Regions from separate parts of the Mus musculus genome. Here all the other regions are linked to region 2. Evidence: chromatin contacts called from public HiCAR-type and HiChIP or PLAC-seq data. All regions are on one chromosome and are shown on one strand. Each heading gives the region's core, a stretch centred on a gene start, on an enhancer-like site or on the middle of the called end of the contact. The rest is flanking DNA. Distances are from core to core; before and after follow the strand shown.

Evidence for each region. HiCAR-type assays count read pairs that join an accessible place to other places. HiChIP or PLAC-seq counts read pairs in DNA pulled down with a chosen protein or histone mark.
Region 1: a contact with region 2 is called in an H3K27ac HiChIP or PLAC-seq map of microglia, with 5 times the contacts expected there. The contact joins the promoter of Dcaf12 here to the promoter of Vcp in region 2. A contact is called at or near these places in 1 of 39 promoter capture datasets (embryonic stem cells) and 3 of 115 datasets of contacts at active chromatin or transcription factors (astrocytes, embryonic stem cells and microglia).
Region 3: an H3K27ac HiChIP or PLAC-seq map of embryonic stem cells shows a contact between it and region 2, with 9 times the contacts expected there. The contact joins the promoter of Ube2r2 here to the promoter of Vcp in region 2. A contact is called at or near these places in 1 of 39 promoter capture datasets (erythroid cells), 1 of 484 Hi-C or Micro-C datasets (B cells), 4 of 115 datasets of contacts at active chromatin or transcription factors (embryonic forebrain, embryonic stem cells and large pre-B cells) and 1 of 9 other capture datasets (adipose tissue).
Region 4: a HiCAR-type map of astrocytes shows a contact between it and region 2, with 5 times the contacts expected there. The contact joins the promoter of Enho here to the promoter of Vcp in region 2. A contact is called at or near these places in 2 of 39 promoter capture datasets (embryonic stem cells and liver) and 1 of 115 datasets of contacts at active chromatin or transcription factors (astrocytes).
Region 5: a contact with region 2 is called in an H3K27ac HiChIP or PLAC-seq map of embryonic stem cells, with 7 times the contacts expected there. The contact joins the promoter of Ubap2 here to the promoter of Vcp in region 2. A contact is called at or near these places in 1 of 39 promoter capture datasets (cranial neural crest), 1 of 484 Hi-C or Micro-C datasets (B cells) and 3 of 115 datasets of contacts at active chromatin or transcription factors (astrocytes, embryonic stem cells and large pre-B cells).
Region 6: a contact with region 2 is called in a HiCAR-type map of astrocytes, with 4 times the contacts expected there. The contact joins the promoter of Myorg here to the promoter of Vcp in region 2. A contact is called at or near these places in 1 of 39 promoter capture datasets (cranial neural crest), 1 of 484 Hi-C or Micro-C datasets (embryonic stem cells) and 3 of 115 datasets of contacts at active chromatin or transcription factors (astrocytes, embryonic stem cells and stem cell-derived neural progenitor cells).
Region 7: a contact with region 2 is called in an H3K27ac HiChIP or PLAC-seq map of large pre-B cells, with 3 times the contacts expected there. The contact joins the promoter of Nudt2 here to the promoter of Vcp in region 2. A contact is called at or near these places in 1 of 39 promoter capture datasets (liver) and 1 of 115 datasets of contacts at active chromatin or transcription factors (large pre-B cells).

Annotation. Positions count from the first base shown.
Region 1 is chr4:41,313,386-41,316,313 of GRCm38.p6, forward strand. Dcaf12 (DDB1 and CUL4 associated factor 12) reads right to left here and starts at 1,516. Exons shown (of 9, transcript NM_026893.3): 1 at 1,103-1,516; 2 at 1-80. The coding sequence starts at 1,180. It overlaps Gm46891 (predicted gene, 46891), which reads left to right and starts at 957. Exons shown (of 2, transcript NR_168697.1): 1 at 957-2,928.
Region 2 is chr4:42,999,097-43,002,075 of GRCm38.p6, forward strand. Vcp (valosin containing protein) reads right to left here and starts at 1,411. Exons shown (of 17, transcript NM_009503.4): 1 at 1,066-1,411. The coding sequence starts at 1,082.
Region 3 is chr4:41,134,698-41,137,763 of GRCm38.p6, forward strand. It overlaps Ube2r2 (ubiquitin-conjugating enzyme E2R 2), which reads left to right and starts at 1,324. Exons shown (of 5, transcript NM_026275.4): 1 at 1,324-1,549. The coding sequence starts at 1,373.
Region 4 is chr4:41,638,825-41,641,717 of GRCm38.p6, forward strand. Enho (energy homeostasis associated) reads right to left here and starts at 1,478. Exons shown (of 2, transcript NM_027147.1): 1 at 1,090-1,478; 2 at 1-177. The coding sequence starts at 18.
Region 5 is chr4:41,273,848-41,276,547 of GRCm38.p6, forward strand. It overlaps Ubap2 (ubiquitin-associated protein 2), which reads right to left and starts at 1,288. Exons shown (of 29, transcript NM_026872.1): 1 at 1,193-1,288.
Region 6 is chr4:41,501,673-41,504,683 of GRCm38.p6, forward strand. It overlaps Myorg (myogenesis regulating glycosidase (putative)), which reads right to left and starts at 1,403. Exons shown (of 2, transcript NM_001085515.2): 1 at 1,319-1,403.
Region 7 is chr4:41,463,773-41,466,677 of GRCm38.p6, forward strand. It overlaps Nudt2 (nudix (nucleoside diphosphate linked moiety X)-type motif 2), which reads left to right and starts at 1,376. Exons shown (of 3, transcript NM_025539.2): 1 at 1,376-1,408. Kif24 (kinesin family member 24) reads right to left here and starts at 1,076. Exons shown (of 13, transcript NM_024241.2): 1 at 938-1,076.

The sequences.
Region 1 (2,928 bases), core at 266-2,765, 1.7 Mb before region 2:
CGGTTCTTCAGGTAGTACACTAGGGATCTCTTCACTGGGGGGAGTCTTTTCCTTTTGTGCAGCGAATGATCCCAGCCAAACTGTGAAAGCCAACATCAGAAATCAGGGGTTTGGCCACTTTTCCTTCAGACAAGAAGTCTGACCGTTTTATAAAAGAACCAACACGAATTCGTCCTTCGGGATTTACACAATCAAACATTTAACAGAAGATTTGTAATCCAGAAAGTACAGTTTAACTCGGCTAGCACTGAAATAAGGCTCTCATAATGAAGACTACTTAGAAAATGGATAAACAGGGCAAAAAAAAGTTAACTAAACCTTTGAGGAAAGTGGAGGGCTCAGAAATAACATATACCCAGGTGTCCTTGATAGTTACGAAATGAAGTCCATATTACAGAACCCACCTGGGCTGCACTTCTACCCAGCCCCCTTCTCCCTCTCCGCCTGTGCACCCCGTAGAGCATAAAGAGTATAGCTCAAAGAGCCAGACTGGGGTCTCGGATCTTCCAGGGATGTACAGTCAATGGCCGCTCATCTGACTCCGCGCGACTTGCGCTGCGGGCAGTTTTAGAATTCGAAAAATCAAATACCAACGGGGTAACCTGCGTCGGAATCCCAAGTCCAAGAGGCCTTCCTCTCCAAAGGGGGCAATATAGAGATGACACCTGGTGTTTCTTCTAGATGTCTAAAGAGCCAAAGGGGCCTGCACCCAGTTTAGGAGATGGTTTCCTTGATAAGAGACCATCGGCCCTTATTCCTAGTGCCACTGGAAGGTCCACTTCAATCTCCTTCCCAGTAACTTCGGAAGGTCGGTCTTACTTCCGATTCCCCTTGTCTTCATTTTCTCCTCCCTCCAGGAACGAGGAGGTCCTGAAGCTCTCTATCCCTAGCTGCTGACTTCCAGCGGAAGGCGTCATTTTGTAGTTTTCTTTTGGCTCCTCACCCTTCCGGCCCGCCTGCTCGCCAGTACACTGCAGAAGGACCGGTCACTGCTCTACAGTCCCGGCTCCGGTTCTCGTCCCGCCCTGGCCCCAGGTTCCTGAACCCAGCTGGAACGCCCTAAGCCCCTGCTAGGTGATGACCCAGACCTGTGAGCCCTCACCTGCGGGCCCTGAGCGTCGCTCCCGGCTCCTGGCGAGGCAGACGCTTTCCGCTTCCTGCTAACTGCTTTCCGGGCCATAGTGGGCAGCGCCGCCGTGGCCCCGCAGCCACATGAGGCGGAGAAGGCAAGGGGCGGCAGGGCGACGGGTCATGAACCGGGCCCTGGGGCCGCGCGCTTTCGAGCGCCCGGCCCGGAAAATGGCTCGGATCCCGGGCAGCAGTCGATCAAAATGAGGCGCGTAAATGGAAGAAGGGAAAATCCGGGTTGGGAAAGGGGAAGGGGAAGGGAAGGGGAAGGAAAAGCAGGAACAAGCAGCTTTCCTACCGCCGTGTCTGGAAAGGACGGCGAGCGGCGAGAACCAAAACACCCCCCTCCCACTCGCCCGCGCCCCGTCACTCCTGCGCAGCCGCACATAGCAGCACGTCGCCACGGAGACACCGCCCAGACCAGCAGGGCGGGACTTAAGCGCAGCAAGGAGAATTGATGTCCTCGGAGAACTTCCGCTTGCCTCTTGCCAATGGCGGTTAAGCTGTGGCCAAAGGAATCCAGCCTTCTGTCGGGACATTTCCGACCTCAGCCAGCTCATCCTCTGGCATGCGGAAGTAAGCATGAGCTGCCTGGCTGCGGGACCAATCTTGAACCTGTAACCATCATGGTAGGATTAAAGATATTCTAGACACCCTGATTGCCAGATTGCAATCAGACTATTAAAACACTGGACTCTAAGAAATTGCAGTTTTCCTGGGAGAAGGAAAGGACAAGGGCACAGATGCCAGCCAATAGAGGAACTTGACTCCAGGAAAGATAGATCACAGTTGGGAAAACTTGTCAGACTACCTTCCCAGAGAAACTGGGCGAACAGATGATGGATGCGACCACACCTTGCCGACGACTGCTTACTTAAGCATAGCTGTTGCCTTTAAGCCTAAACAAACCACACGTCAGCCCCTAAGATGGACTAGGATAAGAGAATGTCCCGTCGTTGTTCTTTCCAATGAGACCGAGTTAACACCTTTCTTCAAGTTTCCCCTTACACTTTGTCTTTTAGTTGGCCTGTTGAGAATGAGTTAAGGCTGCTAGGGCCCAGGTTCTGACCCTTCCTTATACCTCAGAAGACGTTTCTTAATCCTGTAACTAGTAGCCTCACATTTAGCACTTTCCCCCAACATTCTCACAAACTGTCAATGGGCACAAAAGATTAGACACTTTAAGGAAGGCAGAGAACCCCACATCACACTCCTTCAAGATGGATTCAGGGTAGGAAGGCAGCAGTATGGTCAGATTTTTGCCACATCAAAGTACCAGAGCTAACGCAGGCTGCCTCACATGCCTGTTGGCACAGGTCTCCCCACACATACGGAGTCCCCAGATTCCATTCTCCACTTCTTTACTCTCCAGCTCCCTGTCTATTTTGACTCCTGTCTAAACCTCAAGTCACTTTTCCCCTTCTTTTATTTATTCCTTTTCTTTCTTTCCTTTTTTTTTTGAGACAGGGTTTCAGTGTATAGTCTTGGCTGGTCTGGAACGCAGCATGTTATATAAATCAATCTGGCCTCAAAAGTTATAGAGCTCCACATGCCTCTGCCTCCCCAGAGCTGAGTTAAAGGTGTGTGCAACCACATCTAATAAGTCACTTTCTTTCATAAAATGCCACCCTTTTTAGGTCTGCAAGGTCAAAGTCACACTGTCCTTGTGCTTCAGCAAATAGACCCATCGCTGTAATTCATGCCATTGCCTGCCTTTCTCTCGGAGCCCAGCCTTGATCTCCATTAAGGAGTGAAATCTTGAACCACAGAAAAGAGAGTGGTCATTTTTGGCATGTCCGG
Region 2 (2,979 bases), core at 161-2,660:
CACCTAATGGCCTCAAAACCTCTGGGTTTGTATATTTTCCTACACTTGCTAGTTTTTTGTTTGCTTTGTTTTTGTATGGGAAGCTCTAGTTTCTAACTAAATGGGCTGAGATGGCTAGGTTTTATTTTATGCTCTCTGAAAGATGAAGGTGGGGCTATAAGAGTCCAGAGACTCAACATAGATGCTTGGGGATAGAGATCTGTTTATTTTGAAGAGTTAAGCCAACTCTAACCTACAAGCTCTCAAAGCTAAGATACAAAGAATAAAAACAACTCGGATTCTAACTTCAGCGCCTAAAAATAAAAGAAAACCAACTCCTTTCTAGCCACCTCCGATCATAGCAAAAACAAAAATATATACACAAAGCAAAACACTAACGAAAAAAAAAGCCCCTAGTTAAAACTTCCGGGTGTTTACAACAGGTCTCCCACAGTGAAAAACTGCCATTTGAGAAGGGCATGACTTGCCCTCTCCCTAACAGCCCCTCACTACACGTAGTTCAGAAGATGCCAACTTCCCGCAGTGACACCGTCCCAGATCCACCGAGACCGGGCTGGATTCCTCAGATCTCCCTGGCCCGGCCTTCCCTAGAGTCTCAGGGCTCCTGAGGCCTTCACGTGGCCCCAAGTCCACGCCCACCGGGCCCAGTCGCGGCCTCGGGCTTGCAGTGTTTTCCCTTCTCAGGCTCAGGGTCTTCTGCGTGTGGTCGGCGACATGGCCGACCGGCGTGCCAGCGCCAAAGGTCTCCACGCAGGGAGTGTGGACCCCAAAGTCTAACTAGGCCGGGGCCGCCGCGCCGAGGGAGCTACTCAGGCGGTCGGGGCCTGCATGACACAGCACCATCTTGTCCAGGCTCCGACCCAGGCCCAGCGCGGACCCGACCTAGGGGGCGCGCGGGTGCACAGCCCGGCCTGAGGCCCTCCCTCGTCCCTGGCCTCTCCTTCCCTCTCTCTCCCTCCCGGCCTAGACTCTCCGACGCGGCCCGACCGGGCCTAGCCAGCACGGCGGGTCCCACGGTGCGCGCCCCCGCAGCCAGCGGGAGGGCGGGCGCGCGCAGACACTTACTCGGCTCCAGAGGCCATGGCGCGCGCCTCTCCCGGTCGGCGGCTGTGGCGGCCTGAGGGTAACGGCTATGAGAAAGGCAGGCGACCGACTAGGCCGGGGCTGGACTCGCTGAGGCGGAGGAGCAACAGCAGTGACAAACCCTCTGGCAGCCTCCCTCTCGCTTCCTCCCAGGGGCACCGGGGCGGCAGGCGGGCGGGCGGGAGACGCTAGCTCCTAATCCGCGAGGGGGGCAGCGACTAATCAAACGACGGCTGCAAACGCTTCACGGAGACTGAACCGAGAAAAGCCGAATCATCGGAAGGAAAGCTGCTCTAACCCCAACCAATCAGCGCCGGCCTTGGGACTCGTGCCCGCCTCTCCGTGCCTCTCCCCAGCAACCCGCAGACCGTAACCAATCAGAAAATTCGTTTGTGGCCTGGCCCCGCCTCAAGGCTGCAACACGCCTAGTAACGCCACGTCAATTGGCCGCAGCACTACGCTTCCTCGACGGATAGGGAGTCTTGACCAATCGACAAAGGCAATAGGCCATATCCTCTTTATCCCTCGGAGGAGGCCTCTCCTACTTGGCTTCAATTGATTGGCTCCTTAGTTTATAAGCAGCTGGAAGAACCTCGCACAAAGGCCTGAACCCTTATTAGTTTAGTTGGGTTGTAATAATAGCCCACATTGTTCATTTCTCGCCAATCCTAGGGATCCTCTTACTCCACCATACTAAAATCCTTCATGCTCCTTTAAAACACTGGCTCCAACCAAGGGCGTGGTTGATGGACTAGGTCTGTACTTTTAGTAGTTGGGAAGATGAGAGGCAGGAAGACTAATAGATGGAGATCAACCCAGGATACAAGACCATATCTTTAATTCTAGTCCCAAACAGTATTTCAATAAATTTTAAAAGCAATGTGGTAGTCCATGCTTTTAATGTCAGCACTTCGGAGGCAGGCAGCAACCTGTGACTTTTGAGTCAGCCTGATCTATTAAAAAAAAAAAAAAAAAAAAGAGTTCCAGCCAGCCCAGCCAGAGCTACATAGTGAGACCCCGTCTCAAAACTAATTAGATAAAATTTTTTAAAAGGTAAAATTAGCTGGGTATGGTGGTGTACATCCTAGATCCCAGTACTCCAGAGGCTAAAGGTAGATTGAAAGTTTGAAGCCAGATAATGCTGCATAACTAAACTCGAGTCAAACAAACAAACAAACAAACAAACCAAAAAACAAAAACCTAGCCCCACCTACCCCACCCCCTCTTCTTCTCTGGACCCCAGTTCTGAATCAGCACCCCAGCTCTTACTTCACCCTATTGCCCTTGCACTCTCTTGTAATCATGCAGGTTTTGCAGTTTCTCAGGCCTTGGGAGTACACACTCCTTACCATAGAGTATAAATATTATCTGGGGAGGGAGAGCACTGAGGTTCATGCAAGTCAAGGACAACTGCAGAACACTCAGAAATGCAGTCGTGCCCAAGAGCAAGAAAATCAACCAAGTGCTGTGACTTAAGGTCCTTGTGTCCCAAAAGACAATCCATTGACTTTCATTATAGTCAAAAGATGGTTGGTTGGCTCTGGTTGACTCAATTCACCCTTCACCTCCTACCCACACAGACTGACCTGAGAGATGTTTGTACAGATGGAGTTACTCTGAGAAACATCTCCCCAACCCCAACTCCATTTGTTTTAATATTTTTAAGACAGGGCCTCTCAGCCAGACGTGGTGGTGCACGCCTTTAATCCCAGCACTCAGGAGGCAGAGGCAGGCAGATTTCTGAGTTCGAGGCCAGCCTGGTCTACAGAGTGAGTTCCAGGACAGCCAGGACTACACAGAGAAACCCTGTCTCGAAAAACAAACAAAAAAAGACAGGGCCTCTCTACATAACCCTGGCTGTCCTGGAACTTACTATGTAGAGCCTGCCTCTGCCTT
Region 3 (3,066 bases), core at 74-2,573, 1.9 Mb before region 2:
TACTGACTGGTAAGGAACTACTTAAGTAGACCAGGTTGGCCTCACACTGATCATTTTGCTTTTGTCCCCTTCCAAGGCCACACTAGGCCAACATCAATATTTTGCAAAGAAGTAGACTAAGTTATAGCCAGCGCTCTTCCCCAAATCTCATGGAAGCCCCGTAATCGGGCTCAACATTAGTTCTCTCCGCTTTCTACACAACCTACTACTTACTCTCGGTAAAAGGAAGCGGGAGCTTGCCTGCTTTTCTCTAGCTTTCCTTTGGGAGACTGCCTCCCCTGAGGTGGGAGACACAACCTACTGAAGCACTACTAAGTGTAAGGACCACAGCCTGGGTGTCACCGAGGGGTGCATGCGGAGGACCAGGGCTCCTCACAGGAAGGTTGCGGAGGCCAGGGGACACACTGGGCGCTAGTGCTGAGAGCCTTAGGAGCTGAGGTTCCTTCCGGGACACGCCTCTGGAACCGCGGCGTCCAGCCGCACAACCGTCACTTAGGGCCCAAAGTAATCCTCTGCGACCCGCCCTTGATCCCCACCTCCGCTTGGCTCTTTAAGGGTGGGGGACACGCGCAAGCGTCACAAAGCGCAGCCACCGTGGGGCCTGGCCGGGGTTGGGGGTGGGGGTTGGAGGGGGGAGTGGAGAAGCGAGCAGGCAGGAGCAGAGTAGAGCAGAGCACAGCGAGGAGGGCGGGGGGGGGGGGAGGGAAGGAGGGAGGGAGGGGCGCGCGCACGCGCACCGGGCCGCTGTCGCCGCGAGCCGCCCCCCTCCCGGCGCGCGCCCCTCCTCCTCTCCCTCCCTCCCTCCCTCCCTCCTTCTCTGCTCTGTTGCTCCCGCGGCGCGAGGCGCTCTCGCTCTCCTCCTCCGCCCCTCCCCCCGCGCAGCCGCCGCCGCCGCCGTCCCGAGACCCCAGCGCACGGCGCGCCCTCCCTCGTGCGCCCCTCCGGCCCCCGCGGAGAACGAGAGGGCGAGCGAGCACGGCGATCCCGGGCCGCCTCGGCCCCCCCACCCCTGTCTTCACCATCGTCTGCCCTCCGCCGCCTTCCTTCGCTTCCACCTCCACTCCCCCCCCCATAAGTAGAGGCCCCCTCCGGGGGGGGGAGGCCCGGAGCCCGGAGCGGATTCCCCCAACTCCCTTAGGCCCGCCCCCGCCCGGCCCGAGTGTGAGGAGGGCCCGGGCCGGCCCGAGTCGTGAGTGAGGAGGACCCCGGGCGGGCCCGCGGGCCGTCTGGGGCCTGGTCCGGCCCCGCCAGGCGTGTGAGGACAGACAGGGGCCCGGCCCGGCCCGAGGGCGAGCGGAGGGGAGGGGCCTGGTCCGGCCCGGCCGGTGCGCGAGGACTGGGGCCGCGGCCCCGCACGGCCGCCGCCGCCGCGATGGCCCAGCAGCAGATGACCAGCTCGCAGAAAGCCCTGATGCTTGAGCTGAAATCCCTGCAGGAGGAACCGGTGGAGGGCTTCCGGATCACCCTGGTGGATGAGTCCGACCTCTACAACTGGGAGGTGGCCATCTTCGGACCCCCTAACACCCTCTACGAAGGCGGCTACTTCAAGGTACCGCCACCCTTTCTCGGCCCAGCTTCCCCGGTCTCGGCTTTCCGCCGCTGGCGGGGAGCGTGAGCTCGGGGGAGCCGGGGGTGGGGGGTGGGGGCTCCTCACCTCGCAGCCCCCTCCCCCATCCGTAGAGGCAGGAAGGCCTTGCTCACCAAGTGCCTTTTCTTTGTCATGGGGCGGGGGCGGGAGGCCAGACTGCACCGGGAAATAGGAAAAGCCTCTTTGGCTGGGGTAGTGGCTATCGGGAAGGAGGGCTGCCTTTGTTTTGTTTCTCCAGCTGAGGGGTGTGTGGAAATAGGGATGGTCTAGCTTCTCTTTCTCGGACCCATCTGAGCCTTCTCTGCGCAGGCTGGAACTGCCCCAGAGGGCAGGGTGACCTGCACTTACTGGATTGGACTTTTCTCTTTTTTAGGGGGGTGTGGGGGAGGAATATTAGCCTGTCATTGCCCGTGTTGCTAGTGCCCTGACATTTGGAGGATTTGTTGGTCTTGGGTAGTGGTAGTCCAACTTTTGATTACAGTAGGTGGTAATAAGGAAGAGGACCATGGGGGTGGCCAAAAAAGGGAGGGTGGTGTGCTGGCCGTTGTCTTGTTGTTCATCCACTCGAGGGGACTTTAATTTAGTCCTCTTTCTGTCCTCGTTTTCCATTTACTTTATAGTCAGTCTCTGCTGCTTCCAAAATGCCCTTTGTCCTTTCCTACCAAGTTTACTAGCACCCCCCCCCCCCCCCCCACACACTCCATGTACAAACATCCACAAAGGGTGGAACGCGTCAGGCAGATTGATAGTTTCCCACTTTCGAGAGACAAGATTAAAAGCTTTTGCTTAGGTGGTTAGCTCCAACAAATGGGGTCGTCCCACAGATGAGCTGCATCCGAGGTGATAGGCTTTCTCATGGTGGAGTGTTTCCTTAGGCTGCCACTATATAGACATTGTTTCCATTAATTATTTCTGAGTTCAGTACTTGGAGATACTGTTTTTGTTTTGTTTTGTTTTGTTTTGTCTTGATTTGACTGAAGCAGTTTATTTGGAGGGTAGAATCCCTGAGTGAAGATGTTGTGGGGGGTAGAGACAGAGGGAATGGGTGTTTAGGAATTCATTTATTATTTTATTTCCAAAATTAGGTAAAATAGGCCAATGAGTCAGTTTTCGTTTGTTTTGAAGGGAGGGGTTATCTTGGCACAAGTTTTAAACGAATATCTTAGTCATGTAGTTGTGATGGGTATTTTTAGGACTGCCCAACTACTTACCTCTTATTTTCTACCGTCCAAAAGCCTCAAATTTCAGGCTTTAAACTGGGTCAACTTTTTTGAAAATAGGATTGATAGGGAATGCTTAACATTCATGCATGTGATAGTTGCTGAATACTTAGTAAAAGGACATTTTTAGAACGTTATATAAGAGTGTAGCATCCTTACCAACTGTTTGCTTCATCTTTTGTGGTCAGCATACAAGTATACTTTTTAGATGCAGGTGCTTAAAGTTTAAGCAAAGGTTCCAGTTTATTAGTGATAGAT
Region 4 (2,893 bases), core at 228-2,727, 1.4 Mb before region 2:
GGAGATGGCTGCCCCCATGACAGACAGCACCCTCAGGCCAGCGCAGACAGTGGAGCTGCCTCAGCGGCAAGGCCCATGCCGAGGCACAACTCTGGGGTGGCCAACCATCCAAGGTGGCTGTCCTGTCCACACACAGCGACTTCTTGGCAGGGAAGATGCCCACCTGCAGTCCTGGGCCTGAGGAAGTACAGAGGAAAGTAGACGGAGGTGAGGAGGAAGAAGTGGGCTGAAGCCTAGGGGGACAGCTTCCATCTTTGGCCTCAGGCAGAGAGCAGTGAGTCCCAGCAGTCTCAGGTACCCCACAAAGCCAGCACCTCCGCCCTCAGGCCTGGCTCTGAGCCCCTGGGTGCTGTGGTGCAGCCAGAGTGGGGAAGCTATAGTAGGCAGGCAGCCTCTTTCTCATTCTCCTCGGAACTGGTGGGTACAGCCTAGCCCTGCCCACCATGCTTCTAGCCCTTCAGATGTGCTGTTGGTGGGCGGGACTGAGGTGGCTTAAGGCCCAGGAGGAAGATTATGACCATGATTGTAGTGGCTAGGGCATCCTCTCCTTTCTGAGGGCTGCAGTCAGCCAGTCCAGGAGACCTGCAGAGGTGCCAGCTCACACAGAGGGAACTTTGTGGAGGCTCTGGCAGGAACGTGTGGGTTCTGTATACCCAAGGCTGTGTGCCTAGGTGTACCTTTCCCTGGGACTTTGCCTCTCTGGATCAGGTGTGTGTCTGAACGTACATCTTCCTGTCCCTCTGTCTCTCGCTGGATCTGCATCCTTGCCTCTGCAAACACACCTCTTTGAAGGTGTGTGGCTGCCTGTCTCTCTGTGTCCCTATCTCTGAGTGTCTTGAGTCTCATTTCTCTACCAGTCTCTCTGTGTATCACTGTCTCTTTTCACGACTGCATGTCCCTTTGCCCTCGGGGACAGGTCTCCATGGGGTCGGTATCGGTGGTTCTGTGCGTCTTGCATGTGTCTCTGCCTTTGTGTCTATCTCTCCTCCAAGCTGTGTGTCTCTCTGTCTCTGTGTGGGTCACTGCCTCTTTATACTCGTCCAAGATCTCTGTTTTTCGACCCTCTGCCCGTAGGGGAGCCCCCCTTACCTGAGTTGAGCCCGGTGCGCGCCCGCGAGAGGGTCCGGGACAACGGGATGCTCAGCGCCGACTGAGGCTCCAGAGCCTGCGGGCGGGGGGCGGCGAGAGGCGGGCAGGGGCGACGTCCACTCCCCGGGCCCTCCCCCTGGGCCGCGCAGCCTCCGCCGGCCGCTCCCGCCGGGGCGCGACCGGGCCGGCCTCTGCCGCGGGCGGTCTGCGGAGAGCGGGCACCTCCTCCCCCTGGGGCGGCGCCTCCTCCGCGGCCGGGGCCGCTAGCTCGCTCGCTCGCTCGCTCTCTCGCTCGGCAGCACTCGGGCGGCGGCGGCAGGAGCGTCGAGGAGTTCGGCTGGGCTCGGCTGCGTTCGGCTGGGCTCGGCTACGGCGGGAGGGAGTCGGCTGAGCTCGGCTGAGCTCGGCGGGCAGCAAAAAACAGCGGAGAGCCCCGCCTCGTGAGTGGCCAGCGGCCTGCGGCCCTTTGGGGGAGGAGCCATCTCTGTGCCGCTGCCGCCGTTCAATTGGCTGTCCGGGCCAAGTTCCCGCGCCATTGGTTGTGCTCTGGGGTGGGACACGACCATCCTGGTGCAGGAGAGAAGGAGGGAGGGGCTTGGGAAGGGTGAGAGGAGGGGTATATAGGGGCCACTTTGTTTTGATCCATCCCTTGAAAAGGTGAAGGGTCAGCCCACCTTTTTGCAGGGATTTCTTGCATCTTCCACACCTGGAATGCACCCCCACATGTGAAGCGTCCACCCCTCCATATCTGAGAGAAGTCTGTTTCTATTATCTGAGAAAGTCCATGTGCCTCCACACCTGACCCTCCTCACCTATCATCTTTCTACATATCCCTCTCCCAGTAGAGTGTAGAGTACCTCATGTCCACTTTACAGCGCCTGTAGATTGCCCCTAGTCCTAATAACAGTGTGATCTCTGGGAATTCATGACCTTTGTTGCGTTTTACTGATTTCTCACCCAGTGTTGGTCACAGGGTTGTGCATGGCTTGCTGGAGGGAACTTGAGACACCTGAAGAATGGCCCAGCTCTGGCTGAACTAGATCCAGACGGCATGGATGGCCTGACTCTCCATCCTAACAGTTCTGAGACCAAGGTAGCTTGGACAGGAGCAGTCAAGTAGGCCTTCCCCTCTCAGACCCTTAAGTAGCAGGGCTCACACATGCAAGGAGCTACATTTCTGGCCCTTTAGTGATTCTTAAGTGTACTTGTGTGTGGCTTCTATCACATATTGTCCATGGACAGTCAGAGACCCATGGCCCCACATCCAGCCTTAACTTCCCTCAGAATACTATACTCACAGCAAAATGCATACTGGAGTCACAGTGGTGTTGGTTCCTGGTTCCACTTTCTAACTCTCTTAAACGAAGCTTTCTTCTCAATAAAACTGTCATAGTAATAGCTACTTCTTAGGTTCTCACTAATTCATTTATACCATACCAACCACATCTCAGCAAATGTCAGCTGACAAGCCAAGACCAGGTGGCTAAGGGGCAGGGCTCCTCCTTCCAAGAAAAGGAGAAAGGGGAGTGTAAAGCCATCTCAAGGGCTGAATCATCTGAAGCTGCTGTGTTAGAGGCTGTCTAAAATAAACTACGGACCCCGTGGAGTTTGTCAGGATGGATTAATTTTAGTTCCCCCCTGTTACCCAGCAGGGTGGGGGTATTGTGAGAGGGATCAGATCAGTTATAGGAAAGAGAGAGACATATGGTCGCACATCTGAGTATAATGCCAGTGAATTTGTGACCTAGCCGCAGGGGTTCAGATTTCATCCTGGAAACAGTGGGGAGTCACTGAAGAATTTTGA
Region 5 (2,700 bases), core at 38-2,537, 1.7 Mb before region 2:
GGGACAGCCAAGGTTGTAACATGAAGAAACCCTGTAAAAACTATCGAGCGAGCGAGCGAGCTAGAGAGACTGAGACAAGAGGCTCTCAAGTTAAAAGCCAGCCTTGGCTAGGTAGTGCAACCCTCTCTCAAAAACGCCCTCCCAAAAAAAGGCATGCTCTTCAAATAAATGATCTCTGGGTACCTCATAGAATCACCTAAAAGCTCCAATTGTTACTGTACACAATTGCTGGAGAAAAGTAAAGAGTAGGCAGACTATGCACCTTGGAAATAAAGTAGAAAGGCGTATTAGTGGTAGTAAACTACGAGATTATGTTAAAGCAAAAAACTGCAGGAAGACTTCCAAGACCAACCCAAAGAGAAAACACGAATCCTAAGTGGTGACAGTTGACATGCCTGGGTAACTAAACCTGAAAATGCAGGGGGGAAGGTGGGAGAGCTGACTATGCCTGGGTAACTAAACCTGAAAATGCAGGGGGGAAGGTGGGAGAGCTGACTAGGAAAACTGAGCTGGAACGCACCAGGCTAAAGAATTTGTTTGAATTTCTAACAACGCTTTACAGTTCACAAGCACTCTTACCTCACCTTAAAGAATAAATAAACTATGACACCACCAGACTTCAATAGGGCATGAAGAGGAAACTCACAGAGTTTCAACTAACACCAAAGACCACAGTAATGAAAAGTAGTAAAATTGAACTATGCCTTCAGATTAAGTGGGGAGAGACTAGAGCGCAGAAGTTGGGCACTAAGACCAGTCCCAGGACAGGCGCCAGACTAGAAAGCTGAAAGGTGGTCCGGATGGGGCGACAGCGTGGCGGAGGAGCTCCTGCCAACGTGCAGGGACCGAGGTGGGAGAGAAAACCACACCCTCCAGGATAAAAACCCAAAGGGGGGGGAGGGGAAGGCGCCCCCTGGGGCTGGGTGGGGCCGGCCAACTAGGATGGGGGGTGGGGGGTGGAGCAGGAAGCACAGGGCAACCTGAGCGGGAGAGGAAAGAGAGTGCTCAGGCCTGGACACACTACGGAAACATGAAGCCAGCGAGGGAAGCTCGGCCCGATCCACCCGAGTAGACGCTGGGGCATCCCAAAGGGGGCTGGGAGTTCAGAAGACCTTAGCCCAGGTCCAGAAAGCATACACTGCAAGGTTCAGGGCCCTGGGAGGCAGGATGAAGGGGACCGGGTGACAATTACCGCTGCTGCTCTCGTTGGACTCGGGACCCGCCGCCGCCGCCGCTCGTTACCTGCCAATGTGCCTCTTACAAAGCGGCGGCGGCGGCAGAGGCGGCCCTGCCCGTCACGTGATCCCTACGTCACGGGAGAGGGTGGAGCCAGTACTTGAAGATTGAACGGGGTTACCCGGCTGGCTAACACAGCTCTGGGAGCTGAGCGAGAGGAACTATGTGGAGGCGGCGGAGATGGTGACATTGCTTGTGGTCAGAATTTCAGGGTCGTACTATCCGCCGCCTATAGAGAACCCACTATTAAAGCGTGCGGTCGCGCTATGATGACCTCAGAAACACTGCAAGATGCTCGATGCGTGCGGCTCTTTCGTCACGTGACATGGTGCAGCCACTCAAAGCAAGCCTGGCTTCTAGACGTTTTGAGGGCGAACTACAACTCCCAGAGTGCTGCGCGGCAAAGGCACTCTCTACGACCGCCTTTTCTCAGCGTGCTCCTAAGTACAACTCCTGATTCTGACTTATTCGAGCATCTTATGGCTAGCTTCCGAGTTAGTACCAATGGGTGCCACCTGCCAAGCGAACCAGCGTGGTTCCTGCTGGGAGGTGTAGTTCTGGCGGAGAGTGGGTCTAGCTCCCACGTTGCGAGGCTGGCGCTCCGCCCTGCCCTCTGCGCGGGAAAACGCCAACCGCCAGCTGCTGAGCCAGACACCCAGAACGTCCTCGGCTGAAGGCCACGAGACTTCAATGTAGTCAAATGTGGACTGCTTTCTGCATTCCCAACTCTCTTCTGCAGGAAACAACTACCATTCCTTGAACGCCAACGGGATGTTAGAGGTGTTCTAGCCCAAAAGGCTACTAGTATCGGACCGGTTTTGCAAATAGGAAAGGAAAAGTTATTTTCTGGCATAAGAAACCTAAATCAGGTTTTCCTTGTTGAGAAGTTACCTGATCCACCTCTTAGTAAAGATGTTAACCTCAGGAGATTAAGCAAAAGTAATGGAGTTTTGTTGTTTTTTGATTTTTTGAGACAGGGCTTCCCTGTTTTGGAACTTGCTTTGTAGACCATACTGGCCTCAAACTCACAGAGTGCTGGGAGTAAAGGCACGTGACACCACAGGCCGACTCAAATAAAGATTAATCACTAGCATATCTTTAAAAAATAAATAAATAGATAGATGTTGCGCTGGAGAGATGGCTCAGTGGTTAAGAGCACTGACTTCTCTTCCAGAGGTCCTGAGTTCAATTCCCCGCAACCACACGGTGGCTCACAACCATCTGTAATGGGATCCAATGACCTCTTCTGGGGTGTCTGAAGACAGCACAGTGTACTCACATACATTAAATAAATAATTTTTTTTTAGATGTTTAAAACACTTTAACTCCAGCCCAGACTAACCTAGCCTTATTGTGCAGTACATGGTGACCGCTAACTCTCAGCAGTCATCCTGCCTTGGTCTCCCAAATGGTGGTATTTCAAGGATTATAGACAAGAGTCACCCACCATGCCTGATTAATATG
Region 6 (3,011 bases), core at 153-2,652, 1.5 Mb before region 2:
TCCCTGCCTTATCCTCTCCCCCAAACCCCGCACCCCCTAGAGCTCTCTAATCTCTCAGGTCACTACCCAAGCACAGTCTGGAACAGCCTCTACTTCCGCTCTGATCTCTAACACAAGTTAGAGATCCCCTCTCCTCCTTTGGGTAGCAGTGTCTTTTACTGATACTCTCAAAGCTGAGTGGAACCCAAAGAAGACTACAGGGGCCCCAAATTGGCTTACTGTACACTTATGTTCATTCAACATAAGCAAGGCTACATCCTGGGCATCAAGGGGTTAAGAGGAGAGGGTTTGAGTCTGAATAGGAAAGACTCCCTAAGCCCCAATGCTTACATATTAAATTGGTCTTATCTTATGACCCCCGGGAGCCTGAGAAGCTCACCATGATATCCTCCAAAGCCCTTTCAAAACTCAGGCAGAACCCATTAGGGTTTCGATGAAGGACTGGCGCCCACAGATTTAAACACCCACCTGGTTGGGCCTCACCATGTTCTTCCAAATGACCCCATAGCGTCCAATACCAGCAACACTGCGAGCTGTTGTCCATTTTATAGATGGGAAAACACAGCTCGTCAGAAGCCACCCACTGGGATCCAAACCTCCTGCCTCCACCTTCCACCATGAGAATGGGTGTGGACGGGTGAGGTCTGTCTTTTCAAAAGCTGCGGCAGATCCAGCTTGCCTCGGGCAGATCAGGACGGTTTTAGGGGTGTGAAAGGGGCAATTTAATGGCATCTGCTATTGTAGCCGAGGGGAGGAACTCTGTGGCTCCAGTCTTAGTGGCGTTCTAGACCCCTATAATCTGTCGAGTCTGCCAGCTGGCCAACACAGGCTAAGGCTAGCAGGTGGGGTTTGCTGAGTGGCTCAGCCTAAGAAAACTCTTGTTCGCTACACACTCAACCTCAGTCTTGGCTGCAAGTCCCAAGCCTACAGTTTAAGGGCGGGCCCAGCTCAGCATAACTGAGCCACTTGAGGCAGAGGCCTTTGTCGGACACAGTTGGGAGGGGAGTGGAAATGTCAAAGGCAATTCGATCCTGCCCATCTCCCTCCCCTGCTCAGGGACGGGATCCACAAGGATCAAGTAACTGCACTAACACAGCCTGGAATACTTCACACCCACCGGTGGCCCCACACCCCACACGATCCAAAGGGGCAGAGGGAAGGGCAAGGAGCCCGTAGCCCGCTGGGAAGCTCTGGCCTGAGGAGGGGTTCAGGTGTCCAGGGACGCTCCACCAACTAGAGCAAGTTCAGGAACTGTGTGCTCCTTAGAAAACTCACCACCCTCACTGGGACCCAAAGGCTTCCCACTAGGTTCACCTACCTCAGTGACCGCCACACGGAAGAAAGGGAGAAGGGTCCTCCGGCTGATCTTTCTACGCTAGCAGGAGTTGATCAGCCACAGCCCTGCGGGTTGCTGCCTGGCTGGGCACCGTGGAGCCCCTCCTGCGCCCCGCCCTCCGGCTACTAGGCCACTCCCAGCCGTCCAATGTGGTTTCAGGCCTGGGACTCCAGCCCCACCCCTGGCGCTCAGCCCCTCCCCCACTCTGCGTGCCTTGCACAGACTTTCTTCTCACCGCCCCAGATCTGCCCTTTGGGCCCGCCTCTAGCTTGATTCCACCTCCCGCCTCAGGCGCCGCCCTTGCCAGACCATTGCTAGCCTGGCTCATCCCCAGGCCTTATGGGAGATGTAGTTCCGAAGGAAGGAGTGGCTGATTGTTGGGGTTCTTGCTGAATGTTAGGGTTCTTGCAACGCCATGCTAGGATTGCTATGTGTATAAGAGCACAGCAAGGCAAGGGGGGAAGACGTATCTGTGATGGTTTGAATACGAATGGCTCCCACAGACTCATATATTTGAATGCTTAGGGCCTGGGCATGACACTCTTTGAAAGGATTACAAGGATTAGGAGTCATGGTCTTGTTCGAGTAAGTGTGACCTTGTTGGAGGAAGTATGTCACTGGGGGTGAGTTTTGACTTTTTAAAAGCCTATTCCAGGCTCAGAGTCCTCTGCCTATAGATCAGAAGGGAGGACTCTCAACTGCTTCTCCACCATACCTTCCTGCTGCTATGCTCTGCTATGATCACAGACTAACCTCTGGAACTGTAAGTAAAACCCCAATTAAATTATTTTATAAGAATTGCCATGGTCATGGCCGGGCGTGATGGCGCACGCCTTTAATCCCAGCACTCGGGAGGCAGAGGCAGGCGGATTTCTGAGTTCAAGGCTAGCCTGGTCTACAGAGTGGGTTCCAGGACAGCCAGGGCTATACAGAGAAACCCTGTCTCAAAAAACCAAAAAAAAAAAAAAAAAAAACAAAAAAAAACAAAAAAAAAAAAAAAAAAAAGAATTGCCATGGTCATGGCGTCTCTTCACCATGCCATAGAACAGTGACTAAGACAGGAGTCTTCAGGAATCTGTTCCCTCAAGGTCTGGGGAGCTGTATTCTTTTAAGAACTGGCACAGGGTTGGAAAATAGAAAGCAGATAAAGCAAGCTCACTGACCCAAGTTGGATTTCTGGAACCCCCAGGCTGGGAAGGAGAGGGTAGACTCCCTCAAGTTGGCCTCTCATCTCCACGTGTTATGGATAAAGTGTAAAAATGGCTTTAAAAACTCTGGGATGACCTGTGCTCCCATTTCCCACTGTCAATACCCCAGTCAAGAACGCCTTGGAGGGATCCTGTAGACCCAAAGAGCCTATGTTCCGAACTGTCAGTTCTCAGCACTCAGGACCAGACTAGCAGTACCCCAGTTTCTGCTCGGTATTTTGCAATGCCCACTATACCCTAATATAACGTGTAGCTCCTTCTATTAGTGACAACCTTTAGTTAGAAATGATTGTGCCATGCCATGTTCTTTCCCCTAGAGGGAGCAGTGGTGCAAGAAAATGGGAAAACACTAACCCCCTAGAGATTCTAGAATAACCGCCCCCCCCTCCTAACCCCACCCCCTCCCTTGCAGGACAGAGCAGAACTTTCTGTTACAATGTGAAGTTTCTTGATCATGAATTCTTCCA
Region 7 (2,905 bases), core at 126-2,625, 1.5 Mb before region 2:
ATTTCAGTTTCCAAAGCACAGATAAAATGTTACGATAGTTGGTGGTCAGTAAACAACAAGAGGAAATCCTCGGGCATATAAGGACAGAATGGCCTGTTATAAGCAAATACATTTAGGGGTTTGAGAAGAGGTACTTGTAGGCCAGACTACAATGTGGAGAGAGCACGTCTCTCTGATTGAGAACTTTGTCTCAAAACCAACCAACAAACAAAAGCCACACAAACAAAAACTTAAAAAAAGAAAAGCAGTAAATAATGAAGTAATGTATGTATGCTAGCGGTCAGCTTGCTTTCTCCACTCTATTACTGCTCAGAATTCCCTGCCTTGGGAATGTTGCCACCCACACTGAGCAGGTCTTCCTGCCCCCAACGTGGGAACGCCAACGCTGAATTTTCTGTCTCTTGTATATGAGATTAGGGTGTCCTCTCTCTTCCACCTGCCCCCAAATCGACTTTGAATGGGACAAGGCAGAAAGATAACTGAATCTATTTGTAGTGAGTGAAAGCCAACTGAACAAATATTTCCTTAAAAAAACAAAACAAACAAACAAAAAACTAATATGCGTAAGACGCTGTGGAAAGGCTTGTCTTATCTCAGAGGTCAAAATTATATGAGAAAAAAGGAGAATGAGGTTTGCGGAAGTTCACAAAACAACCGAAAGTCCAATCGAAGCGCTCTGAAGAGCGTGTCTCAAAGGCAAGAGGCCTTTGGGGTACTCAGAAAAGCCTCAAAGCTGGTGGTGGTCGAGGTAATTGCTGAAGAGGCGGTAGACAGGGAGATGAAACGTGAGAGAGCGCGAGAACCCTCGAAGAACCCGAGAAGCCAAGTTCTAGTTACCCCGCAAATACCGGTCTCGGCTCGCGCCGCTCGCAGACAGGAGCACCCGCTCCCGCGCAGGCGCAGAGCCTGGGCTCAAGCTAAAGCCACCGTTTCTCACCTCAGGGCAATCCCGGCTCCTCCTCAGTCAGTTTTCAGGGAGGACCGAAGAAATAGTGCGGTGAGGAGAAAGCCCTAAGGCCGGGCTAGCAGAGCGTCCGGTCAACCCGCCTTAGGTGTCCGCCAGGCCACATCCCCATGGCAACGCCACAAGCGCCAGTTCGAACGCGCGCGCCGACGCCCGCCCGCCCGCGGTCCCGCAGCACCGACCAATGGTCATTCACAGAGCCTGTCACCTCTCCTCTAAAAGGCCAATCAGAAATCAGAAGGGGAAGGGGGCGGTTCATTCTCCACCAATGGTTCAGCTTGAGGCAGATCTCGCGACGGTCCCAGCCAAAAAACCACGCCTCAGGGGCGGGTGGAAGCGCCTGATGCCCAATTCTGTGGCTCGTCTGAAGTGCAGCCGGGCTCTTCTGATTGGCTGGCGCGCTACGTCTCCGTTCGAGGACCGCCTCCTGCCTCTGGGCTACGGGTGAGTGCTGTGGGGCTGGGGGGCGTGGGGAGTGTCGCGGGCTCCTGACCTGTTGCTGCGGGGACGGAGCTGGCAGTGAGGCGCGTGTAGGCCAGGCCCCATCCACTCGCGGGACCTCGGTTTATCTCTGTGCACCAGAGAGGACTAGGTTCAGTGGTGAGGGCGTGGGTCGGAAGAATCCCAGAGGCAGAGAGATTCACCTTTGGGACTTAGCGGGCCAATCATATCTTCTCCCTAGGCTTGCTTTGTAGTTATCGATTAAACCCTGCCTGCATTCCAAAAGATCTTACGTTTGGTAAAAATTATTACTTGTGTGTGTGTGTGTGTGTGTCTGTGTCTGTCTATGCGCGCCACGTGCGTGCAGATGCTCTCAGAATCCAGAAGGCGTCGGATCCCAGGAGCTGGAGTTAAACGTTGTGTGGGCCACCTGGTATAGGTTCCGGGGAACCGAACCCCAATCTTTTGGAAGAGTGACAGGTGCTCTTTAGCCCCCAGAGATAGAAAGTCACAAGATTCCCGTCTTAAGAAAAAAAGGCGAAACAGCTTAAATCGAGAAGAGTCAAGTTGCCAATGCAGAAATGTTCTAATGTCCAGTGGCAATTAAGCTTAATGATGTTAGAAATTGGACGTGTCTGCATTTGATTAACTACTCAAAAATATTTCTGAACCATAGTTTTATTTTTTTTTTCCTTTTGTGAAAAATAATAGTAATGCTTCAACGGGTTGCAAAGACTATTGGGAAAAAATGCTTGGCCAGGCCTAGCCTCTCAGGTCAAAAAGGAACCACCAGCATAGTAGGAACAAATCCAGTAGCCAGCATGTGTGCAGCTTCATATGTACTTTAATGGAGTGCTCGTTTTTAGCTCAAAAATGAGCGATTCGGGGGCCTGGAGAGATGGTTCAGTGGTTAAGAGCCCTTAACCTCTCTTCCAGAGAAATTTGAGTTCATTTCCCAGCATCCATGCCAAGTGGCTCACAGTAGCCTCCCAACTCCTGCTCCAGGGCATCCATGGCCCTCTTCTGGACTCTTCAGGCACCCACATACCACACACAACTGGCAGACACACAAGACATAAACAAAAGTAAATCACTAATCAGTTAAAGAATAAATGTAATTCTTACTAATAAGGAAATACAGTATTCAAAAGAGAAAATTGACAATATATTAAAGGGAATTAATCTTGTTGATCTTTAAAAATTACTAATACTTAGTGTGAACACTGTTTATCAGCTGTTTCCTGAAAAATATAAAAATGATAGTGCATGTCTTTATTCCTAACAGAGGCTGGAGGATCTCTGAGTTCCAGGAGAGACAGGACTATGACACAGAGGTGGGGAAATTCTTGATTCAACTATTAGAAAGAGTTGACTGCCAGTATAATACAGAGAAGCATTCAGGTGGCCTATTATAATACAAGATAAGAGTGACTGGCATGTATTCATGTCTGTCTACACATACTTTAAACTCTCAACAATGAGAAATACACGTTAGAGTCA